2 separate regions of the Anas platyrhynchos genome follow, and region 1 is linked to region 2. A link is a contact called in public Hi-C data. All regions are on one chromosome and are shown on one strand. The core of a region is the stretch at or near the end of the contact, and the rest is flanking DNA. Distances in the headings are between cores, read along the strand shown. Region 1 holds the start of LOC101790845 (glutamine amidotransferase-like class 1 domain-containing protein 3, mitochondrial). Region 2 has its middle 57 kb from the start of TRNAE-UUC.

The links. A called contact is a pair of places that touch in the nucleus more often than the background predicts.
Region 1: a Hi-C map of skeletal muscle shows a contact between it and region 2, with 4 times the contacts expected there. The contact joins the promoter of LOC101790845 here to the enhancer-like site in region 2. A contact is called at or near these places in 2 of 8 Hi-C or Micro-C datasets (liver and skeletal muscle).

Annotation. Positions count from the first base shown.
Region 1 is chr10:8,152,526-8,155,993 of IASCAAS_PekinDuck_T2T, reverse strand. It overlaps LOC101790845 (glutamine amidotransferase-like class 1 domain-containing protein 3, mitochondrial), which reads right to left and starts at 1,695. Exons shown (of 4, transcript XM_005011963.6): 1 at 1,562-1,695. The coding sequence starts at 1,669. LOC101790642 reads left to right here and starts at 1,880. Exons shown (of 10, transcript XM_038184336.2): 1 at 1,880-3,468.
Region 2 is chr10:8,029,711-8,033,145 of IASCAAS_PekinDuck_T2T, reverse strand. No RefSeq gene overlaps it. Among named protein-coding and RNA genes, the nearest start is that of TRNAE-UUC, 57 kb to the right of the region's middle. Within about 2 kb of position 1,290, at least 5 of the 8 cell types and tissues checked have an H3K27ac peak or open chromatin away from gene starts, as enhancers often do.

The DNA.
Region 1 (3,468 bases), core at 446-2,945, 120 kb before region 2:
GAGATTTCAGTGGCCTTCAGGCTCACTTCTATCTGGTAGTGGCAATGGGAAGGTATTGTTATAAAGAGGAAAAAAAAAAAAAAGAAAAAAAGAAAAAAAGCTGTTTTCTAGCTTCTGCACAAACATTTACCCCCACCTTAAAGGAAGGAGGGTATTTGGCAGGGGCTATAGCCCACACTGCTTATTTTGGGGGGGCTGAAGTGGTGGAAAGGGAGCAGAGCAGCCACCCCTTTCCTTCCTAGGAAAACGGGTCATTGCAAGAGCCACGTGTGAATCCCATTTCTTAATTTTCCACCTTCATCCCAAGCAATCACCTTTCGCTGCAGCAGCCCGAGTGCTGCCCACACACAGCCGGTCATCCCGTATGGGTGCTGAGCACCCAGCACCCTGCAAGCTGCTGTCAAACCACCACCCTCAGACAGGACTTTGAGTTTCTTCTCCCCACCCGCTGGCTTCCCACAGGCAGAGCATTTCCCTCTCAAGAAAGCGTCTCGCCTTCCTTCTGAATTATTTCAAGCTCACGCGCAGAAAGGAAGAGCGGAAGATGGCAAACAGGCGGGTGATGGATTTGGTGGCTGTACACAAAATTTGTTTCCTCAGGCAATCAGAAGCCAAAATTAAAAGGGTGTGGGGGAAATGATGGCCGAGTTTCCTCCGCTAGAGGTCCCTGCCAATCAAGGGATGAGCGCAGGGCAGTGCTCTGAGTGTGCCAGCCGGGGGAGAGCCACGGCAGCTCAGAGGGAAAAGAAGCAAAACTACAGACAGGGGAGAAAAGTTTTGGACAAGTCTTAGCTTTAATCCACGAAGTGAATACGCACTTTGAAGGCTTTGGAATTGGGAGGGAAGGCTCTGCAGCACGTGGAAATCACCACTGCGCCTTCATATTCGGGGGAGCAGCCTGATTTCCAGGAGAAGGGCTCTGACCCACAGCTGTGGGCAGCTCGGAGCCGAGGTTAGCGTTACCCGGGGCTTCTCTCCCTACTCTTTGACTCTCTAAGAGTTGTGGTTGTCACTGATTGCATATTAGAGCTGGTGCTTGAACATTTTTTTCCCTTTCTCCGATCTAACTCACAAGAACTCTATTTTCTGTGTTCATCTCATTTTCCGTTTTAATCCTCAGTGCTCCAAAAGGATGAATTTCAAGCAACCAGAGTCAACAGCAGCCTTTGAAACAGAAATACCAGAGAAGAGAAAGAGGAAGTGCAAGCCAAAAATAGATTCATTTCAGAAAGTTTGTTTCGGAGGTTGTGTAGCTGGCAGAATGGTTGAGCTCTGTGCTCAGCACCCGGGCAATCCTCTCACACAGCGAAGCTGGGAGAGCAGAGCAGAGAGCGGGGCATGGTCCCTGCTTGCTGTGGCAGCCCCGACACCGACACCGTGCTGCTTGCTTTGACTCCAGTCATTGACTCTTTGCAATTACCCCAGCAGCAACGGGGAGCTCGTGGTTTGTCGGGCAAGACGCAAAGCTCCTTACAGCAGAGTGCTTCGTGCGAGGGGAGGGCGAATAAAAAGCAGAGCAAGGGCAAAAGGATGGGGCAGGAGCCTGCCAGGTGCCTCTTACCTGTGCCCCCTCCCTGCTGAGGTGCACCAGCACAGCAGAAGACTCATGGATCTCACTCCCGTCGTACACCCCACAGCCAGCAAGCACGACGGCCACCTTCTTCCCCATGGTCACAGGCAGAGCAGGAGGAGTCCCCAGAGAGTCCCAATTTGCTGTGCATCTCTGTGCCCTGCCTGGAGCCTTTTATAGCATGATCCCTCCCCCAGGAGCAGGTGGGGCCAGGAGGGTTGGGCTGAATTTCTTACTGGCAAGGAGGTTTTATTTCCAGTGCCACGGGCAGGGCATGTAAATATTATTTGTTTCCTCAATTGACTGCTCCCTTGCAGACCTCCTTCCCAGCACGTTGTCTCCAAATCATCCCCAGCCGACGCGACCTGTACAACAGAGCAGCTGTGTTTTTCCTTCTCGGCTGTCGATTTTCCATTCTGTTTCAGACTAAAGCAGCAAATTCTTGTGCATAAGATGGTATCACAGGGAGCCAGCCCACAGCAAGTATTTGAGCCAGTGCAGTTCCTCTCTGTGCTCCATTTTTATACCCTACATTGTACCAGCAGCCTCTGTATTTTAACAGCAAGGTTTCATTTTCTGACTTTAAATGTGCTCAGCCTCCTGCCCCATCTTTGAAAAGCAGAAGCTTTGTGCCCAGCTTGTTTCCTGGCCTTCAGGTCCTGAGTTAGAAACGAATAATGTGATTCTTCATTGACAACACCATCTCTCTAAGAATGTGACAACATCATTTACCAGGAAAATCGTTGCAAGAGCTGGCAGACCCCTGACCTCGATAGGGATACCTGCCTGCAAGATTCACAGCATGCGATGGGGAATTTCCCTTGCTCATGTGGAAACCCATCTTCCCTTGTCCTTGATATGCTCGTACCTGAGAAGATTATGAACCGTTTTCTTTCAGCTTTGCACTGTTGCAATAAACATAGCCTCTTAAGGCTATCTTGCCATTCTTTAGAGAACAACAGAATTGAAGCAACTTGGGGGAAGAAAGTTTTTCAGGGATAATTTATAAAAAAAAATTTCTCAGGTCTGTCATATTTGGAAGAGACGTGAAATTTAGCCTGTGTATAATGAAATAGTGTTTTGGCAAGTTCCTTAGTCATAGCAGGCATGAGGAAGGTACTCTTTTCTGATACATGTGACTTCATTTATTACATGCATCTCTTAAAACTGATTAAAAAGCTGATTAAAAAATCAGGTACCACGTACTCACAGCTGCTGACTATACAAACAGGAACAAAAACCACCTGTTTGGTGGGTGGAGAAAGGACTTTTATTATCCAGAATGGGAATTAAACTATGAGATACGTGGAGAAAATCCCCAAAGCCTTTTCCCTGCTGTTTGGTTTCATATCTGAGGTATTCTGAATGTGATTTAGAAATGCATCGTTTCCTCTTACTTGAAAAAATAGCTGAATCATGCTGCGACTTGAACATAGTTCAGTAGTCGAATAGTTTCTTCCTCCTTCAGCTGGTTAGAGACCAGTCCCATCACTGATGGAACAAAGATAGCTAAAGGCTGATATTTAAACAAACTTACATTTTCCTGCAAACCACATCACAGAGCTCTGCATGTTACAAACTGACTGTGTTGGTTCCCCTCACTGAATTCATTGTTTAGGTGTAACCAGGCAAAACAGGGTTGTTCCAGTGCTTCCTCATGTGACCGGGTCTATCTCAACAGACATACCGAGCCTAAAGATCAATCTGCAACAGATGTATTCTTGATAGTTTATACTTTTTGGCTGAGTTTTTTACATTTTGCATGGGAGTACCTCCACACCTCAATACCATGCTTTAATCTGTGTTAATATTCTAACAAAGATGAGTGCGAAGGAACCCTTTTCCCCAAAGCTCTCCTTCAAGGTTATCCTCCAAAGCAGAGAAGAAACCATGAAGTT
Region 2 (3,435 bases), core at 41-2,540:
GACAGACAAAATTCCTGCATCCTGGGAAATTACGGCTCTCTGACGTTTGGTTAGACAGACGAGGGAACAGCAACACATTTTGTAAAGAGAACTCCGAAGATGCTTGGCTGAAAGAGAAAATCTCCGACTTGGAGCCCTGACCGAGGAGAAAGCCCGAGTGTGCCAGGAGGCGGCCGGCTGCCAGGAGCCCCGGCTCTGCTCCCGGCTCTCTGCAGGGCAGGCGCGATGGCAGCGGGACGAGCAGATGGCAGAGGCAGGAACAAAAGCGGAGCCCCACAGAGAAACCTTTGGGCAGATGGGAAGAAGGCAGGGAGGGAGGTTTCTAGGGGAACAGAGGTGTTTTTCCCGCAGGAGTGACCCAGACAGGGAGACAAAAGCGAGCGCCAGGAGGATGGCACGGGTGATGCTGCCAGATGCAGTCACAGGTCGAGGCTGCCACTGCCAAGAGGTGCTGTGCAGAGCCCTGGTGGGAAGGGCACGATGCACGGCATGCAGGGGCTGTTCTGCCTCGCTTGAGCCTCATCAGGAGAGATGCCCTTCATCCCATTAAGCCATCTTTATCAACTCGCTCCATAGGTGCCTTTCAGCGGTGCTCACACGGAGCAGGCACACATCGGAGCCATTAATCTTCACGGTCCCATCGTGGGGAGGAACTCGCCATGAATATTACTGAGCTGCTGGGGGCTGCAATGCTGGGGACAGCACAAGGACCCACACAGCACGTGGGGGCACATCGGGGCTCCAGCAGACAGGCCTGGCCTCCCCGGGGCGGAGGTGATGCCCGGCCTCTGCTCCAGGGTAGGGACGTGGGTATCGAAGGGACCTGGCTCAGGAAAGACCTTGATCTTTATGGAAAATGCTCCTGCCTTTCCCTGGGACCCCCCAGCTCAGCATCTCTCGCAGGATTTAGCTCTTGCTGCAGGCAGAGTGCTGCACCACAAAATAACGCAGCCTCCACGAGGCGAGAGGCACCGCGCAGTGCTGGAAGAGCTGGTGAGGAGCATTAAAAATAAACAAGGAAAAAGGAAAAATCTGTAAAGACAGCACCTCCCAGGCTGCCCCCATCCCCAGCAGTCGCTCGCTGCTCTCTTTCCATCTCTTCCCACCAACCCCCTGGAGACCTCGCAGTGAACGAGGCACAGAGAGATGCGAGCAAACAAGACGCGAGCGCTCACATCTCGTGTTTTTGTAGCATTTCTCCTGACCGCAGAGGAATGCCTTTGAAACCAAACTCTCCGGAAAAGGCAGCGCTCGGGAAATTGCGTGGGTATTATGTTGTTGAACTTGAGGATCGGCGCTAATTGGTGCCCCGCTGAGCAGCTGCAGCGCGGAGCATGGGGCAGGGGAAGGTCGCTCCCCCCCCCGACCTTTCAAACGCTGACCGCAACCCAAGGCGAAAGCAAAATAAGGCAGCGAAGTCTGTGAGCAAATGGGGGTTTGAATCACGGGCTCCTCCCCACATAAAGAGGATGCGTAAATCAAAAGAGACAGCTTCCCACTCCAGCCATGAGCGTGAGCAGCAGGGAAAAAAATTCGAAGGGAGTGCAATTCATCACAGGGCTAATATATGCAAACAGGAGCAAGCAGTTTCCCGTGTTGCAGCAAAGCAGCAGGATCCATAAGACGCCACTGCCGAAGCCTCTCAAGGTCTCTCTTGGCTGGGGAAATCCTGGGTTTGGTGCTGGTGGAGGTCACTGCAGAGCCTGAACCCCACAAAATCCGCGGGGCAAAGCACAGGGCTGTGGTTTGCAGAGGGGCTGGGGATTCCCAGGGCTGCATTTTTTGGGGAATCCAGCTTGGGGTGGTTGGGATGCCTGATTTTCAGAGACCTTGCTCCCCAGGGAACAAAATCAAAAGCTTTTGGGGGTTCTTTGTAGAAAAGCTGCTGTGCACCACCCAGATGCTGCCGTGCCGGGCTCAGGACGACGCCTGCACCCCCACAACACAAATGCACTCAGTCAGACACAAATCCTCCCAGTCCTTACATTTGGAAAGAGTAAAAGGGGGGAGTGTGGGATCTGCAGGATGTCCTGGCACACCCACAACCCGGGGCTGTGCCGAGCCAGGACAATGCCTGGGCACATCCATCGCGTTCTTCCCCCTCCCCAGCATTTCCCCCATAACAGCTGGGAAATACAAACCCGAGCGGCTGACGCTTTCCAGCCCCGGCTTCCTAAATAGTGCATGAGGAAGAGAGAGGCTTTCACGCCACATTTCTTCTGATGGTTTAATTTTAAGATATAAATAGCTGCCGCGCACCCCTCCGCCCCTCCTGCCTCGCGGAGCCGGGAGCTGGTCCCATGGGTACCAACGTCCTGCACGGCCACACCAAACCCATCCCCACCTCAAACCTCAGTGACAGTTCTTGGAAAAGCCCAGTTCTGGCCAGGGCAAGCAGCTAGTGCCAAATAATAAGGCCTTGGGACCCTCTGGGGCAAACCACCCTTTGGAGGACCAAGCTCTGGCTGGGTTTTGAAAGAGCTCCAGCCACAGGTGTGGGACACAGTCACCCGGGTGTCCCTCACCTGCTGCTGGTGCAAAGCTCCAGCTGGTGGGAGCGTAAAACAAGAAGAAAAAGAAAGAGGAAGGTTCATGCAGGGGCTAGGTTCTTTCCTCAAAGTGCATCACATCGTGGCAAAGAGCTGCTCAAGTGAAATGGGATTTTTTTTGCCCAAGGTAGGGCAGCAAAAAAAAAACAAAAAAACAATCACGACAAGGACCAGCCACACCTCCTACTTTCTCATTAACTTTCCAGCTGAATCACAGCCCTTCCTCCTTGACTTGACACTTACCCATTAGCCTGATGAGCTGGGTGGGAGTAGCAGCTTGCAACCGCTGCCCAAGGAAATCTATTTCGGGATTATTATACACACTGGATTTTTGCAGTCCCACACTAAAATGCTTTGATCTCCAGAGGGCTGAGGTACTCTCTTTGTTGTAAGATAAATAGGATACGGATTGTCGTATTTATCAACCCCAGTATGGCAGGGGCCACTTCCCTGGTCAGGGGTGGGGTTGGCCCCCCGTGGACCATCACCTCTCTGCTCTCGGAGGAAGGATATTTACTACAAAGAGGTAAAAACAAGCAAAACTTTCCATCCTACCCACTGCTGTCCTCTCCCAGCCATTGCTGAGCCAGGGGAGGAACCGTGGGCTTTAAAAGCCGAGGAGTCCTTGCCAAATCCCTTGAGCTCTCCATTCTCCAGCAACTAGGACGTACCATCCAATTAATGAATATAGACAGGGCTGATGAAAAATGCATGGCGAATGCACATCTCATCTTGGAAAAGAGACTCTTCCAGGCTAGGAAATGCATCAGTACCTTGAGGTTCACCTGAACGACCTTCAAATTATGGAGAAATTATTCTGCCCCTACGGCGAAGGCCCCGAGTGCTCTGCCCCATCTGGCTGGCACGGTCAAGAAGCGAAAATGCA